Regions from separate parts of the Mus musculus genome. Here regions 1 and 3 are each linked to region 2. The links are chromatin contacts, called in public promoter capture Hi-C maps. All regions are on one chromosome and are shown on one strand. The core of a region is the stretch at or near the end of the contact, and the rest is flanking DNA. Distances in the headings are between cores, read along the strand shown. Region 1 overlaps Tmcc1 (transmembrane and coiled coil domains 1). Region 2 overlaps Ift122 (intraflagellar transport 122). Region 3 overlaps Tmcc1 (transmembrane and coiled coil domains 1).

Region 1 (5,058 bases), core at 1,982-4,481, 210 kb after region 2:
GAAACCTGAACTAAGTGGAATCTATTCAGAGTGTGTCTAAAAGGTAAAGCTGACAACAAGCATTGCCTTATTTGTTTTTCTTTCATGTAATAAAGCTAAAAAAATTATATATGTTTACATAAACAAAGAATTAAAAAACAAAAACATGCTACCTTTGGATGTAGGGCTGTGATTGCCATAAAAAGATATGGTTGGAAGCAAAATCTCATTTATATTTTTTTTTTACTTTTTCAATGCTGAGAAATAGTTATCACTCAAAAGTAAAATCAAAAGGCACTGAAACATCAATCAACTTATGAATCAATAGGAGAACTAAGTGAAATTCCCACACTGGAAGGTGCTAGATCATTTTGGCTCATCTAGGAGATGTTGAACAGTTTCCTTAGTGAATTTCTCTTTAGTAACGTACAGGGGGGGAAACTAGCAAGGAGGAAAATGATCTGAAATAGCAAAGAAGCTGGGATCTGCTCAAGGAGCTCAGCAAACACACTTTCTCGGGATAAAGAGTTCTTGTTTGTTCTGACATCATGTAGTCCTGTTTGGTCTAGAACTAGCTACCTAGAATAGGAAGCCCTTGAATTCACAGAGATCTGCCTGTGTCTGCCTTCCAAATGCTAGAAATGAAAGGTACTAAGAGAGATGAGCTTTACTCCTCCTGTACCTTTATGTTTCCCTTCTTTTTTTCTTAGCCCATCGGTGAACAATGAATAGTCTACAGGAATCACATGGCAAGTGAATTCAGGATCAATAGACATGGAGGTTAAATCCACCACAAACCTTTACAAATATTTCCTTCCACAAATTTTCTGACACAAATTCCTATTAAAACACTGAGATATTAAGAAAATTATATTCTTGTACACGATTCTTTTTGATTAGCAAAACTACTTGTATGGTAGAGCAGAGGTAGTGAGGTCTTTAAATCTCAGTGAGCATGGGAAAAATTCAGTGACATTCTATTCAGGTTCTTCCTCATGCTCAAAGTGCCTTACAAATGGTGCTCACCACTGAATACCACTGAATCAAGGGCACACATTCCCTAAGGCTTTTTCACAACCATTTATAACAAGAACTGAAAACACCGTTAAGGTGAGTGGAAGAACTGCTCTGCTCACCCTGATTCTATGTAGACTGTACTCCCATCCCTTCCCTGATTCTCTATAGTAGACTGTGCACCCATCCTTCACCAATTATATGTAGACTGTGCTTTCTTCCCGTCCCTGATTCTACGTAGACCGTGCTCCTACCCCTAAGTGCCCCTGTGTAAGTACGTCACAGTAACACACAATAATCACTGAGGAGTAGTTAAAGCTAAAAATAATAACCTGGAGAGAAGCATCAGCAGCAAAATATCCAGAATAGAGTTATATTCTAGTTAAGTGATTATTGTTTGGCCTTAGCTGTTAAGACTTTCCTATGCAGCAGTGTCACAAAAATCCCTATAGCATCTACTTATTACATGTACCAAATCTTTGAAAATACACCACTAAAGAATACTGAAGGAATAACACAGGATTCTTCTTCATATTGTTTAGGAGAAATGGCGGCCTTCTGTGCCTCCACATGCAGGCACACAGGATGGAAGACACATTTCAATATTCCTAAAGTCCCCGCCAGGTTGACACATGAGGCTCACACAGCTGAGGCTGGGCAAGTGTGGAGCTCCTTCTGCTTCAGTCACACTGCTGTCACCTGTGGGCAGCTAACATTTCCTCTCAGGATCCTAACACATTGCAAGGTTGATAATTCTGATTATCAGTCAAAAAAAGTTAAGAATGTCTACAGATGGACTGTTTGTTTATACTTCTGTCTACAGGGAATGAACTGTGGCACAATTTAGCCACCAACTGCCATGTCTTTAAAATAAAGCCTATGAAGAACACAATGGTTTCTGAAATAAAGTTCACCTCTTACCTTCTCTTTCCACACAGCCTCTGCATTAACTAAGGATAGAGCTAAAACTACATACGGGCCCGCACCCACGAGAGCCCACCGATAAAAACTACCTTTTCTTAAAGGGCACTACACTTTTTTATTTTATATTTGAAAGTGTTCCGTGAAACTGACTTTTTAGAACTCTCTAAAGAGCTGCTCCACCAGCTTCCCTGGAAGGCTTCCTACACACTCTACTAGGTATCTAAGTCTCTACACAACCCCTCACCTTTAAGATTTTCCTGTGGCTTTTGGCTTCTTCAACTGTTTTGTGCTTTTTTTTTTTTTTTTTTTTTTTTTTGAGTTTAGTGAAATTTGTATGAAAGTCCTGATTCCACAGAGCAGGCAGGCTTTCTTCTGTTGATTTACAAGCTATTATTTTGCTAATTAAATATATACATCTGACCTACAATTACTACCTACCCACATTCTTCTGAAACTGTCAGGGGTAAATATGACAAGTTGGTCCAGATTTGAAGATGACAGCTACAGTTTTAGGGGCATACAGCCTGGGGCTGGCAGTGCAGGCAACCTTCAGCTTTGTGTCCATCAGATCAAAGAACAAAAGGCAGAGCTTCCTCCCCAGACCTTCCTTAGCACCAGAGAAAGGCAGGCTTGACATAAAAGTCCCATCAAAAAAGGAAACCCTGCAGAAGCCAGAGTTCCCAGTAAGACACACCAGAAAACTGACCCACCTTGGAGAGCTGCCGCCTGAGGCTAAAGCGCTGGACCATGGTCGTGAGGATCTCCTAACAAAGCGATCTACCCAGAAAGGGTGTCTTTTTCTTCTTTTATTAAAACACAGCTTCTTGGGGGAAGTCACTGGCGGCACATTTGAAGGCTGACAGAGTTCGATGCATTCCCCAGGAGTCTCAGCAAACTTGGAAGCACTTCATTGTTCTGCGGAGACAGCACAGCCTAGGAGCGGCAGGCGGGGCGGATCCCAGCCCAGTGCCAGGCTCTCCCCGCACTTCCTGTGTCAGCTGGAGGGTCCAGCCGTAAGGACCACCCCTTCCCCTCCCGCCAACCTTCAGGCAGGGTGCCGGGTACCACCTGAGCCTCCGGTCTTTGCTCTTGAGGCGGAGGCTAGAGGTGGGTGGCACCTGCCGGTATGGCAGCATCTGCTGCCCGGTTCGAGAGTCAGAGCCCGGCCTCCACCCAGGTAATCCCTGAGAATAGAAGGGGATGGTGGCGAGGGGGAAAAAGGAGGTGGGAGCGCCAGCCGCCACCAGCTCCAGCTCCAAACGGAAACTCCTCCCAGCTGACTCGCAGCTGTGCGGCTTTGTCTAGTATAATTGGCCGAGCCTTTCCTCTTATTCACCGAAAGGCTCCAGTGGGAAGGAATGTCAGGTGCAGGGAGCATACTTGGACGGTGACTACAACTCCGGGCTCAAGTTAAAGGGTAAGGCGGCCTCCAGAGGTGAATGCCTCTCTTGTTGGAACAAAGTATTTTAAAAAACTGGCGCACAAATCAAATAGACCAGCTTAGAGTGCATCTATTCAAATAAAGGGAAACGGAAAGTGACAACCTCAGGGGAGATCCAAAGATCGCTGGCCACTCTTCTTCCTCTAAATGAGCCAGCCTCTTCTTCCAAATGAGGACAGAACTTGGTATCCACGGGTTTAGTGCCTACAGTGCTCTCTATTTCTGTGTGCAGGACTAGGACCTGTACTAGGTTTGTGGCTTTGGTAGGTGTAAACTCCAGATGTACAATCAGAAGTCACATCTACTGTCCCACTGACTTCTCAAAACATCCCTTTCAAGTTTGTGCTAGAGGACTTTTCAGACAAATTAGGAACCTTCTCTAAAACCTCAATATAATTATTATATGTTATTATATTCTTCAGTCAAGAAAAGTGGAAAAATTAATTTGAAAACAAAATCAAGTTTCTTGCAAGGCTATTCTTAATTACTCCAGTTCCCTGCACTGGCTTCCAATTACTTACAAATAGAATGCAAGATGCTCTCATCTCATTCTACAGAGACATAGTATCTTTGACATCACTGACAAGTTACACCAAATTTAAACCAAGGCAGGCTCCAAAAACATAAATCTTGCCTCTTAAAAGTCATAAATACAAAAGGGTTTTCCTGCTTAAAAAAATAATATAAGTTTCAAAGCTTAAAAGTAACAACTTAGAGCAACTATGACTAATAGTGGAAAATGGCCCATATTTATGATGTAGAGTATGCAAAATAACCTGAATCTGAAACAAACAGATTAAAACAGTGGTTCTCAACCTGTGGGTCATGACCCCTTTGGGGATTGTGAGACCCTTTCACGGGGTCACATATCAAATATCCTGAATATCAGATATTTATTACATCATGATTTATAACAATAGTGAAATTACAGTTATTAAGTAGCAATGAAAATTATGCTTGGGGGGTCACCATAATATGAGAAATTGTATTAAAGGGGTAGAGCAGCATTAGCAAGGTTGAGGCATACTGGATTAAAATAATTTCAAAGTGCAAAGTTAGTTGGCTTAGAGTGAACTTCTGCAGAAATTGCTTTTTCTTCTCACAGAAAATGAAATAGTCTCTGGAGCTGAACTTGGTGACCCATCACCTCTAATCCCAGCACACTCAGGAGATGGAACAGAGAGGATCATGAGCTAAAGTCAATTTGGACTGTACAGTGAGATCCTGTCACCAAGGAAAAGGAAAAAATAGTCTGCTTGGAAAGAGGTGTGTGTGTGTGTGTGTGTGTGTGTGTGTGTGAGAGAGAGAGAGAGAGAGAGAAAGAGAGAGAGAGAGAGAGAGAGAGAACGAACATGTGTGTCAGGAAACATGGTGATCTAAAACCAAGCCCATATTACAGTTTTAAGATTCTTTCTATTCAAAAATAGAAATGGAACCAGGTAAAAAAAAAATGTCAAAAGACAACAGACAGTACACATTAGGTATCAATCATGAACAGAGGAGGGGAGGAGACTAGAGATTAAGTTCACTGTTAAAGCATCCAGCACTGGGTAGCACTGGGTAAATAAAAAGGGAGAGAATAAGAATCTTAATTGAACTGAAAGGAATGTAAATGCTTAATGTTCCAAAATATAAGACTTAGGGTTAAAAAGATCAAACTTGATTGCCTTTCTTGTGGAAACTCATTTGTTTGCCTAGTA
Region 2 (4,837 bases), core at 1,735-4,234:
TCTTTGGACAACTGCAACAGTCTTTATACTCTTAAAAAAGAAGTCACTAGGGAATGCTTGTAGATATTCTCAGCCAGGCATCTTGATCTTTAGCACTAGAGACTGGTCCTCAGAGTTTTCTGGGCTGTCTGGAGCAAACTCCATATCCGTGCTCCTTTCAGACATAGCCTTTGAGAAGAGGCCATCCCAGATCTCTCCCTTCTGGTCAGTGAACTTGTTCCTCTGGCCTGGTGGAGGAACTGCTGGGAGTGACTAGAGCCCCGCTGCTGCCACAGGCTGAGCAGGGCTTCACCCCAGAGACCCACATGGAGTACAGCACAAGGTTTATCTACACAGAGGCCAAGGACAGCTGAGACTCCTTCTCTTGGGGCATGAGGAGAGCTTCCAGGAGGGGCCTGTTAAGAGAGCTTTAAAAAGCCAAGTAGGCATTTTCCATGAGGGGTGGGAGGGTGGGCAGGGTAAATCCTTCCCAGAGAAGATGATATATTAGGGTTATGTAGACCTAGGAAAGAGGAAGGCAAATGACAGCCAAAAGTGTGTGCAGAGAGCTCAGCAGGAGGGGTAGCAGAAAAGAAGGTACCCAGGTGGCCAGGGCGAGGCTGCAAAGATGCTGATTGATGGCAGAAGCTTGAGGTAGGTGTTTCTGGTGATGTCACTGTGAACATCTGGTTGTAATCTGACTCGTTGACTACTCTGAACTATTCTCTTTCTCCCTGAAACCCTGCAGTCCGCTCCAATGTACCAGTACCTCGATAGGAAGATGTTCAAAGAAGCATATCAGATCGCTTGCTTGGGAGTGACAGACGCTGATTGGCGTGAACTGGCCATGGAAGCTCTAGAAGGACTAGAGTTTGAGACGGCAAGGAAGGTATGCACTTAGTAGTGTGAGCCAGAATTTGGTCCTTGAAAGGGTCCCTTGAGGCAGAAGGTGCCAGTAACACCAAAGGGGCAGAAAGTGACTCTAATGGGCTCTGAAGTCTCCTCAGTCTCCCCTTTCACAGTGGTGGTAACTACCCTCCCGGGGTTGTTTTTCTGGAGGGTTCTGGCAGACAAGGACCTGTTCTCAGGAAGCTGGGAAGATCTAAGCAGATAATGCCAGTAAAACATCTGGTTGATTCTGGCTGCCAGTCTTGGTAGTAATCATTTATGTAAAGAACCTAGATAAAGCCTGCTCATGGCAGCCATTTATTAATGAGGTAGCTCAGGCTGGCTTAAGCGCCAGCCATTTATCACACCACCATTGTTCTTAGCACTGGCTTAGTGCAGAGGAGATGGTCAGGCTCTCTGATTCCCACAGCAGTGTGGCAGTGTCCCCATACCCTCTTGACATGATTCACAGTGCTACTTTTAGTTTAGCCAAAAAAAGCTAAGGAAATGGTCAAAAATATTTAACCTTTCCTAGACTTATGAGTGCCCATCTGATAGATCAAGGGAGAAGAGTGAATGGCTTCCAGCCTCTCCTGTCCTCTTTCCCTGCTTTCTCTCCCATAGCCAAGTGGAGAGTCTCCTCTTGCCCAGGCTACTGATACTGAAGTACCTGCAGACATATGTGGTACCTGCCTCTTGTTAACAACAGAGCACACTTCAGAGCTGGGCTTTTTCCCAGCCTGTTCTCTCAGCCTGACTTCTCTATCCCTGCTTCTAAAATGCATAGCACTCTTCCTCTATTCTGTACTCACCTTGAGGCCTCCCCAGGCCTGGTAAAGGAGTTTGGAATAGCTGTGCAAATGCCAACCATATCACACAGAGTTGGAGGTGTCGCTGCTCAGTGGTAGAGCACTGGCTAGCATGCACAAGGCCCTGTCTCAATACACAGTGCATGAAGAAAAGTCAAGCTACCCAATAATTACCTACATATTTTTAGATCAGATAAGCATTGGGAAGTATTAGACTAGGGCTTTAGGAATTCAGGAGGGGGGAAGTTCCTTCTCCTGCCCCACCTAGAAATGCAAGCCTGTAAAGAATACCAATAGGTTTTCAGGGTGTCTTCGGGCTATAGCTAGAAATAAAGTTATATTCTCTAGTCAGTTACCCTTCACATCTAGAGCCTAAGAGCCAGCTCGTATTATTACTGCCCTGCTATAGAGCATGCGGCCAGATAAAGGGAACTGGAGCTGGGATATATCCTTCTCTTCATTTCATACCCCACCTCGCATCCCAGAACACTCAAGAATAGACACGAGCATATCAGATCGCTGGGTTCTTTGTTAAAATGGTATTTCTTTAGTCATTTTACTTGACAAATGAAAATTGTGTGTATATTTCTTGTGGGTAGCATGATATTTTGAAAAGTCGTAGAGCTTTGAGCATAGACTTTGACTGATGTTTTGTTTTAATCCTGAATCCTTGGCTTTTCTCTCCCCTGGGTGTCAGTCGGTTTTTCAGGACTCAGACTTGTGGAAGGAGGGGCCTGGCCTAGAAGGGTGCTCCCACTAGATGGCACAGGAGAGCTGCTTAGCTGCCAGCTCATCTGTTCCCTGCTCCCCACTTCCCTCTGTGGAAGTTACTCACAGTCTTGTGACTGACCACTCCGAATAGCACCCTGACTCTGCGGTATATCAAGGCTGAAGGATGCTAGTGACAGACTTATCAAATTCAGAAATCCAGTGCTCAGAACCAGACAGGCCCTTGAAGAGGTGTCACTTGCTTGCCTGACCACAAAGAAGGCTGCTGGATCCCATCCATAGGAAGGAAATAGCTCAAGGTCCTGTTGGGCTGAGACCAGAGTCTTTTTTTCCTACTCTGCCCATTACCAGGGACCTGCATCCATACATGGTTTAAAAAACACAAATCAGAAGGGCAGATTTTACTTTTGTCCACACTGCCTGACTGACCAGTTCCTCGCGGATACTGGGTACTGTGCAATGTGCTCGTCACCCCAGCTCTTCAGCAGAAATTCAAGGCCAGCCTAGGTAACATAGTCAGTCCCTGTTTCAGAAAGAAAGCCACTTGCCAGGCCTCTCCTGGGCAGTGCTTGCCTAATCCTGCCGTCTGCCACTGCTCATGCTCAGACAGGAAGAGTCGTCCCTAGGGAATCTGCCTCGTACTTGTGCGGTTGGCTCAGGGAGATTTAGCTCTCTGTTTAATTGGCCAAACTTCCCATTTCCAATGTGAACCCATGAACTAGGGAAGGGGACAGAGGCCAAGTGAAATTCCTGTGTCCCCGGCCTTTGAATAGATCCTGGCCCTGTAGAGTAGAAAGATGAAATCACCCTGTGGCCATCTGTGAGGCAGCCGGAAACGGGATGACATGATCATTTTCCCCCATTCTTCTAGCATAGAGGGTGCCTAGCAGTGGCCAAGGGCAGTTGTGCATCCTAAACCATGATGGCTCAGAAGCTGCTGCTCTGGGCATGTGTCAGTCCATTCCACATGGACAACACAGAAAGCACAGCTGGGTATAGATGTTGCCATCAGAGCACACAGAGGTTCAGTTCCCTTAAGTCTCTCATGGTACCCGAGAGCAGCAAAAAGCATTTCACTGGCACCAGTCTGCCGGACCCTCACAACCTTCTAGAAATCCATACATCAGAAGTTTGTACCCCTACTGGAGTGCAAGCAGGGGATGCGCATTCAGGATTAACATGCAAGTCTACTTTCTAGAGACCAGGAGATTATCCCCTACCGTCCTCTTTCAGAACTGCTCTTTCCCGAGCCTTTTCCTCCTCTCCCTGTGTGCCCTGTGAGTGAGCAGAGCTGTCTACTGCTTCCCATCCAAATCACAGGGAGAAGCGTGCAGGCTCTTGTCTCTGTGTCTTGCCTGCTCTGCAGATGCCATTGACTGGAATCAGCACGGCTTGCCTTTCCCTTATGAGCAGTATCTGGCAAGGGGTTCCACTGTAGACTGTAGGATCATAGTTCTGTTTTACTTAATCCCAAAATGATTGATGCTCCCAGGACTTCTTTACAGTTCTTTGTAAGGACTAATCCTTGAGATGAAGGCAGGATGAGCCTCTCTGGGTGGCACACCTCCCAAGCACACAATGATGACTCGAGCTTCCCTCCTCTGCTTGCTGGCTCTCTTTCTAGAGCTTGGTGTATCCCACCCCCATCAGCCTGTGGAGAACAAGAAGGCAGCTGACTCTATTCTTATTCCTTTCCCATAGGCCTTCACCAGAGTCCAGGACCTTCGATACCTAGAACTGATCAGCAGTATTGAGGTAACTGATGAAAGCATTTTCTGTCACAGGATGCAATGGCCTGTAATACTGAGGACACGAGGACAAAGGCCCTGTAGTCTGTTCTGGGGATAGAGTGGCCCAAGAGGCAACACCCGATTAACCACTTGGTAGTTGAATAAGGCGGAAGGTTTGGGTCTCTCTAAGCTCTGGTTCCTTGTCCTAAGATGGGATCTATACGCTAGGCAACAGTGATACTCACCTTTCATTCAAGCACTCAGGAGGCAGAGGCAGGTGGATCTCTGAGTTCAAGGCCAGCCTGGTCTACAGAGTGAGTTCCAGGACAGCCAGGCTACACAGAGAAACCTTGTCTCAAAAATCCAAGATGGGGGTCTATCCTGTGGTACTGCTGTAAGACAGTCAGACTCTTAGAACCTGGTATACCCCTCTGGAATGAGTAGCTGTTGCCATCCTCCTGACAGTGAATAAAGCATTTCCCAAATGTTCCCAGCATGGCCTACTAAGGCATCCTCCTGCCCAGAAGGCCTGCGGTAGGCTAAAGAATCTGGTCTGACTGCACCATTTATGGGTGATGGAAGACACTATTTTTAATTTCTGTGTATCTCGGTGCTGTCTGACTGTCTGTAAAAAAGGCATACATATTTCTTTCTCTTGAACAGATTTATTGTGAGGCTAAGGGAATGTGAGACACATTGGAG
Region 3 (4,773 bases), core at 6-2,505, 170 kb after region 2:
TGCCATCTCTCCCGCTCATGTATTAGCATTCTTAATAAAACACTGATAAACAAACTGACCTTTTATAACTTCAGAACAAACACAAGATCTGCCAAGGTTTTAGGATTCAAGAATTAGAACAAACAGAAAAAGAGAGTACAGATCACAGGCACAAATCTGCTAATAAAGCCAGCATTTAAAGTATCAAACTCCAGAGTAAAAAATCTGTTTGGAGCTTAAGTCCAACTGCTCACCAGCAAACAGTATTAATTTTAGACTGTGTGTGTGTGTCCCTCTAAAGAACTGGTTTTGCTTTAAAAAAAAAAATCATGTTCTATAAAGTATTATGTAGTGTTTATAAAATCGACCCATAGTAAATTCAATCTAATGGCCTAGTTTCTATTCAGAACTAAATATGAAATGTGAACATAGGGGGATGTTGCATAAAGCTGGATCATCTTCCTGTTTAGTTCATTACACAGTCCTGTGGTGTTGATCAAAAGATGAAAATTAACAGAGGTGTACATAATTCATAATTCAGGAAACCATTGTGTCACAGGAAAAGCTCTGAAAACAAGTAGCTCAGTGATAAGAATCCTTTTATTAAAAGAAGAACGTGAGAAATATTTCAAACTGGCTTTAACTCAAATTCCTATTTGTTATGCATGCCTGGCATCTTCACATTTAACCCAAGCCTTTCCCAATCCGTCAAGGCAAATGAAACTCTTTTGTTCACTGAAGGGAATGCTTATTTTCTGGTAACTTTTTACCCTGAAACACCCCAAACAACGTCTATTCGGCATGGAAACAGGCTCCCATACCCGAGTGTTGGATACTTTAGTATGATCCAATCATGACTTACATAGCCACACAAACCCCCTCGCACTCAGTCCGAATAGCTATGAGTGAAACAAACAGAAAACATAACAGGATTCTCTATTATCTCAAATTCACTGTCTAAAAATAGCACATGCCCTGGCTGAGCTTTGCTGTTGAGAAGTGCTAAGTTCTAGCAGCTCGGTCAGTTTCCTGTGTCCGCAACCAGCCCCCCACTTAAAGCTGTATAACTACAGTAATGAGGAGATTTATAAAGAGACAGATACACACACATATACAACATACGGTTTCCGAGGACAGTGACGGTTCCATGCTTGTAAGGAAGGAGGAAGAATATGCCGAGTAACCCCTGGGTTTCTCCCAGGTTTGAACATGCTGTACTGTGGCATGAGGTCAGCAGACTGACTCTAGCCCTGTGAGGCTGAATTCTACCCTGACAAAGCAGTATCACTGCAATATGAAGCAAGAGTACCCAGGGCATGTTGGCAGCTATACAGAATGGCTGTTCTAGAAAGTAATGGCAACTCCAAAACAAGAGCTCCATGCTGTCACATGAGATTATCTCCAGTCCAATTAAGCAATGACATAAAAAACACCTTCAACACCGATCATAAACAGCTCACACTAGTAAAAGATAGGAAAAAAGTTCTCTTTAAAAAGGAAGTGAGGAATCTGAAGAAGCCATTGATTCATTCAACTGATATCACAAACATCCTGAATCTGACTGGACAGGAGGTTGGAAGCCTCCTGTTTCTAGACCCTGTGACCTACCTGAGGAGTTTCAAACCCTCTCTGCCATTTTAATACAGAGCAGGTTGAACATTCAGAAAATATGCCTTTGGTAATGGGGACACACACATACACACACACACACACACACACACACACACACACACACACACACAGTGGGACTGAAGGTATGCCTAATAACTTCACTTTTCACATCTGCCCAACTTCACATATACCATTTCTTAGTTCACCAAAAATGTTATGTGAGTGTGTGGGTGAAGCTATGGCTTAGCTGGGAGAGTGCTCACCTAGAACTCACATGACTCTGGGATCAGTCCCAGCACAGTATAAATAGGCATAGCGGTGTAACCCTCTAATCCCAACGCTGGAGCGGAGGCAAGAGGATCAGAAATTCAAGGTCATCCCTTGGCTACATATGGAATTTTAGATCAGCCTCGTGTACATGAGAATGTCTCAAACAAAAAACTTATCTACTTTATTTTTGGTGAGTCTATGGAGACTATGAATACAGGGTTCCTCCTGGTTCCTCCTGGTTCCTTTCACAATCTTGCTATATCATGGGAAGTGTGGTGACAGCCCATTTCTTTTTGGACATTAGAAATTTATGCATACGTGTGTGTGTGTGTGTGTGTGTGTGTGTGTGTGTGTGTGTGTGTGTAGGTTAGAGGTCAATGTGTAGGTTAGAGGTCAATGACATTGGTTACCTTCCTCAAATGTTCTCCACCTTTTAGTGTCTTTCACCAAACTGGGAACTCACAGATTTAAGTTAGATTGGCTGACCAGCAAACACCAGGAATCCTTGTCTCTTCCCCCCTAGCACTGAGGTTACAAATGTGCCACTGCCCTGGTTTTTATATGGGTTCTGGACATCCTTGAGCTTGTTCTCGGGAAGGGTTTACAGACTGAGCCATGTCCTTAGCCCTGCATCTACCTTATTATTATTATGTTTTAAATACAGGGTCTTATCATGTAGCCCTGGTTATCCTGGAACTCACTATATAAACCAGGCTAGCCTTGAACTCACAGCAATTCACTCCATCTGCCTCTCAAATGTTGGGATTGAAGGGGTTCACTGCCATGTCTGGTTTTCTACCTAATTTTGACACGACTTATGATTTTTAAGGTCAATTTATCCCCTAATTTGTTTTACTTGAAGAATAGATTTTAAATCACTTTTAAAACTTTTAGTGTTGTGACCCATGACAGGCAGGGCCCATCTGGATGAACGTTTTACAGACATTCAAAGTAGCACATATTCTGTTGTTTCACACGTTCTAAAATCTAGTGCAGAGCAGATGCTCAGCTCTTCTGGATCTTTCTTTCCTTCCTGCCTACTGGGTTCTATAAATCACTAAGACCAGTCATCTGTGTTATTAATCTGTGGAATGATTGGCTTTCTTTCATAGTTCTACAGCTCTGGTATTGTTAAGACATTTGGTGTTAATGTCAGTGTTATCTTGGTCTTTTTCTTACTCCTTGTGAACTGGTGACTTTATTACTATTTCATATGTCTGTCCACTTTGTACTGTGTTCTAGATACTGAGATTACTGTTGTAAAAATCCAGGCAATGATAAGTACATATAAAGAATAACACTGTTATCTCAGTGGAGACAACCCAGCTGTCCTCAGTTTAGATTTTCCAGCCAGCCTTCTGTAGACTATGTTCCAACCTGAACTAAGTGTCAAAGTCTTTGCAATGTTAAGCAGATTTGCTCCACTTGTGCACCAAGCCCTATCACTAGTCTGGTACCTAGCCATGGTCTAAGCCACACTTTGCTTCTCAAAGCCTGTTTGGGGCCAAATTGTGCATGAATAGCATGAATGTGGGCACATAGGCAAGTTGAATGGTTAGTGAAAACATTTAAGGAGTTACTTTCCAACTCCCGTAAATGTACTCTCCTCACTACTTTCTGGGCAAATGGGGTCCTCCTTATCCAGTCAGAAGGTTGAGAACACCCTTCTCTCAGCCACATAATTTCTAAAGAGTGACTGTTTGGAGGCAAGCAGCTCAGTGGAGAAAGCAAACAGGGTTCATTTCAACCTCTTGGGACCCCTTTCCACTGATCAGAGAGAATGGTTTCCACCCCCAGATTCCTGCTATACTTCAGTCTATCGTTACTATAGAACTGTTTGAGTTTTTTAGCATGAGAGGAAAGAAACAGAAAAAAGAAAAACAAGGCCTTTCTGTGCTTTTTTCTGAGTATTATACTGCTTTTTCCATTTCCTTCAGTTTGAACTCAGGGCTTTTCTTGGGATTTTCTCTACTCACAGTGAGGTCCAATTATGGGTTGTGGAAAAATCTTGAAGATATGGAAGGACAATAAATAAAGTCCTAATTCTGTAAAAAATTACCCTCCCCCATCAAAGGTGGCCTGCCTACTAAGGACTAATAATCCCTCCACCACCTTGTAATTTCATCTCTCTCTCTCTCTCTCTCTCTCTCTCTCTCTCTCTCTCTCTCTCTCTCTCTCTCCCCTTCTCTCCCCTTCCCTTCCCACCCCTCCCCCTCTCAGACAGAGTCTTACTATGAAGTCCTGACTGTCCTCCACTTCATAGAGATCTGCATGCCTCTGTTTCCCAAGTGCTGGGATTAAAGGCGTGCGCCACCACTGCCCGGCTCATTAATTCTTTTAAAACTAGCGAATTTCAAGACTATAAGGCCATACTCCAGACAACAGGGAAAAGACACAGTCTCCACCTGTATTAGAATAAAACCAAGTATACTTCTTGTCTCATGTGCTTGTTAGCCTAGACTGGATTCTGAAGCATTATTTCTGTGAAAAGAAATTACCTTTACAGCATACCTTTCAGAGTTTTCAAATAGTTGTTTTATGGTAGGTGTTAGAGATTCTGTCTTTAAAAAAAAAAGGATTAAAGATGTGACTCAATGATGCTTACCTAGCAAACCATGAGTTCTATCCTAAGCAGTACAAAGACAATCAAAAGTGTGCAAAACCAAACAAAAATGTTGAGCATGACCCTTAATTCCAGCACTTAGGAGGTGGAGGTAAAGGCAGACAGATTTCTGAATGTGACCAAACACCAGTTTGGTCTACATAGTAAGTGGTAGGACAGTCAGGGCTACATAGTAAGATCCTGTTTAAAAAAACTAAACAGCCACAACAACAAAAACAAAACCAACCAACAAAACAAAAGACATACAATGCAATGATGTATAGAGCACTTGGTAAGCAGTGTGCTGTGGT

Evidence for each region. Capture Hi-C pulls out chosen DNA fragments and counts their contacts.
Region 1: a promoter capture Hi-C map of liver shows a contact between it and region 2. The contact joins two enhancer-like sites. A contact is called at or near these places in 1 of 39 promoter capture datasets (the C10 cell line), 1 of 15 datasets of contacts at CTCF or cohesin (large pre-B cells), 5 of 484 Hi-C or Micro-C datasets (bone marrow-derived macrophages, embryonic fibroblasts, embryonic stem cells and 1 more), 6 of 115 datasets of contacts at active chromatin or transcription factors (embryonic basal ganglia, embryonic forebrain, embryonic stem cells and 2 more) and 4 of 9 other capture datasets (adipose tissue, embryonic stem cells, liver and 1 more).
Region 3: a contact with region 2 is called in a promoter capture Hi-C map of liver. The contact joins two enhancer-like sites. A contact is called at or near these places in 2 of 484 Hi-C or Micro-C datasets (embryonic stem cells and rod photoreceptor) and 3 of 9 other capture datasets (adipose tissue, liver and pancreatic islet).

What each region holds. Positions count from the first base shown.
Region 1 is chr6:116,104,685-116,109,742 of GRCm38.p6, forward strand. The region is part of intron 3 of Tmcc1 (transmembrane and coiled coil domains 1); the gene reads right to left. Among named protein-coding and RNA genes, the nearest start is that of Tmcc1, 86 kb to the right of the region's middle. Within about 2 kb of position 3,232, at least 268 of the 459 cell types and tissues checked have an H3K27ac peak or open chromatin away from gene starts, as enhancers often do. A contact at or near this core is called in adipose tissue, bone marrow-derived macrophages, embryonic fibroblasts and 3 more, where this site is marked.
Region 2 is chr6:115,898,752-115,903,588 of GRCm38.p6, forward strand. Ift122 (intraflagellar transport 122) reads left to right here. Exons shown (of 29, transcript NM_001167763.1): 15 at 728-868; 16 at 4,107-4,160. Among named protein-coding and RNA genes, the nearest start is that of Rho, 31 kb to the right of the region's middle. Within about 2 kb of position 2,985, at least 129 of the 459 cell types and tissues checked have an H3K27ac peak or open chromatin away from gene starts, as enhancers often do. A contact at or near this core is called in adipose tissue, bone marrow-derived macrophages, embryonic fibroblasts and 4 more, where this site is marked.
Region 3 is chr6:116,071,911-116,076,683 of GRCm38.p6, forward strand. All of the region lies in intron 3 of Tmcc1 (transmembrane and coiled coil domains 1), which reads right to left. Among named protein-coding and RNA genes, the nearest start is that of Plxnd1, 79 kb to the left of the region's middle. Within about 2 kb of position 1,256, at least 96 of the 459 cell types and tissues checked have an H3K27ac peak or open chromatin away from gene starts, as enhancers often do. A contact at or near this core is called in adipose tissue, liver and rod photoreceptor, where this site is marked.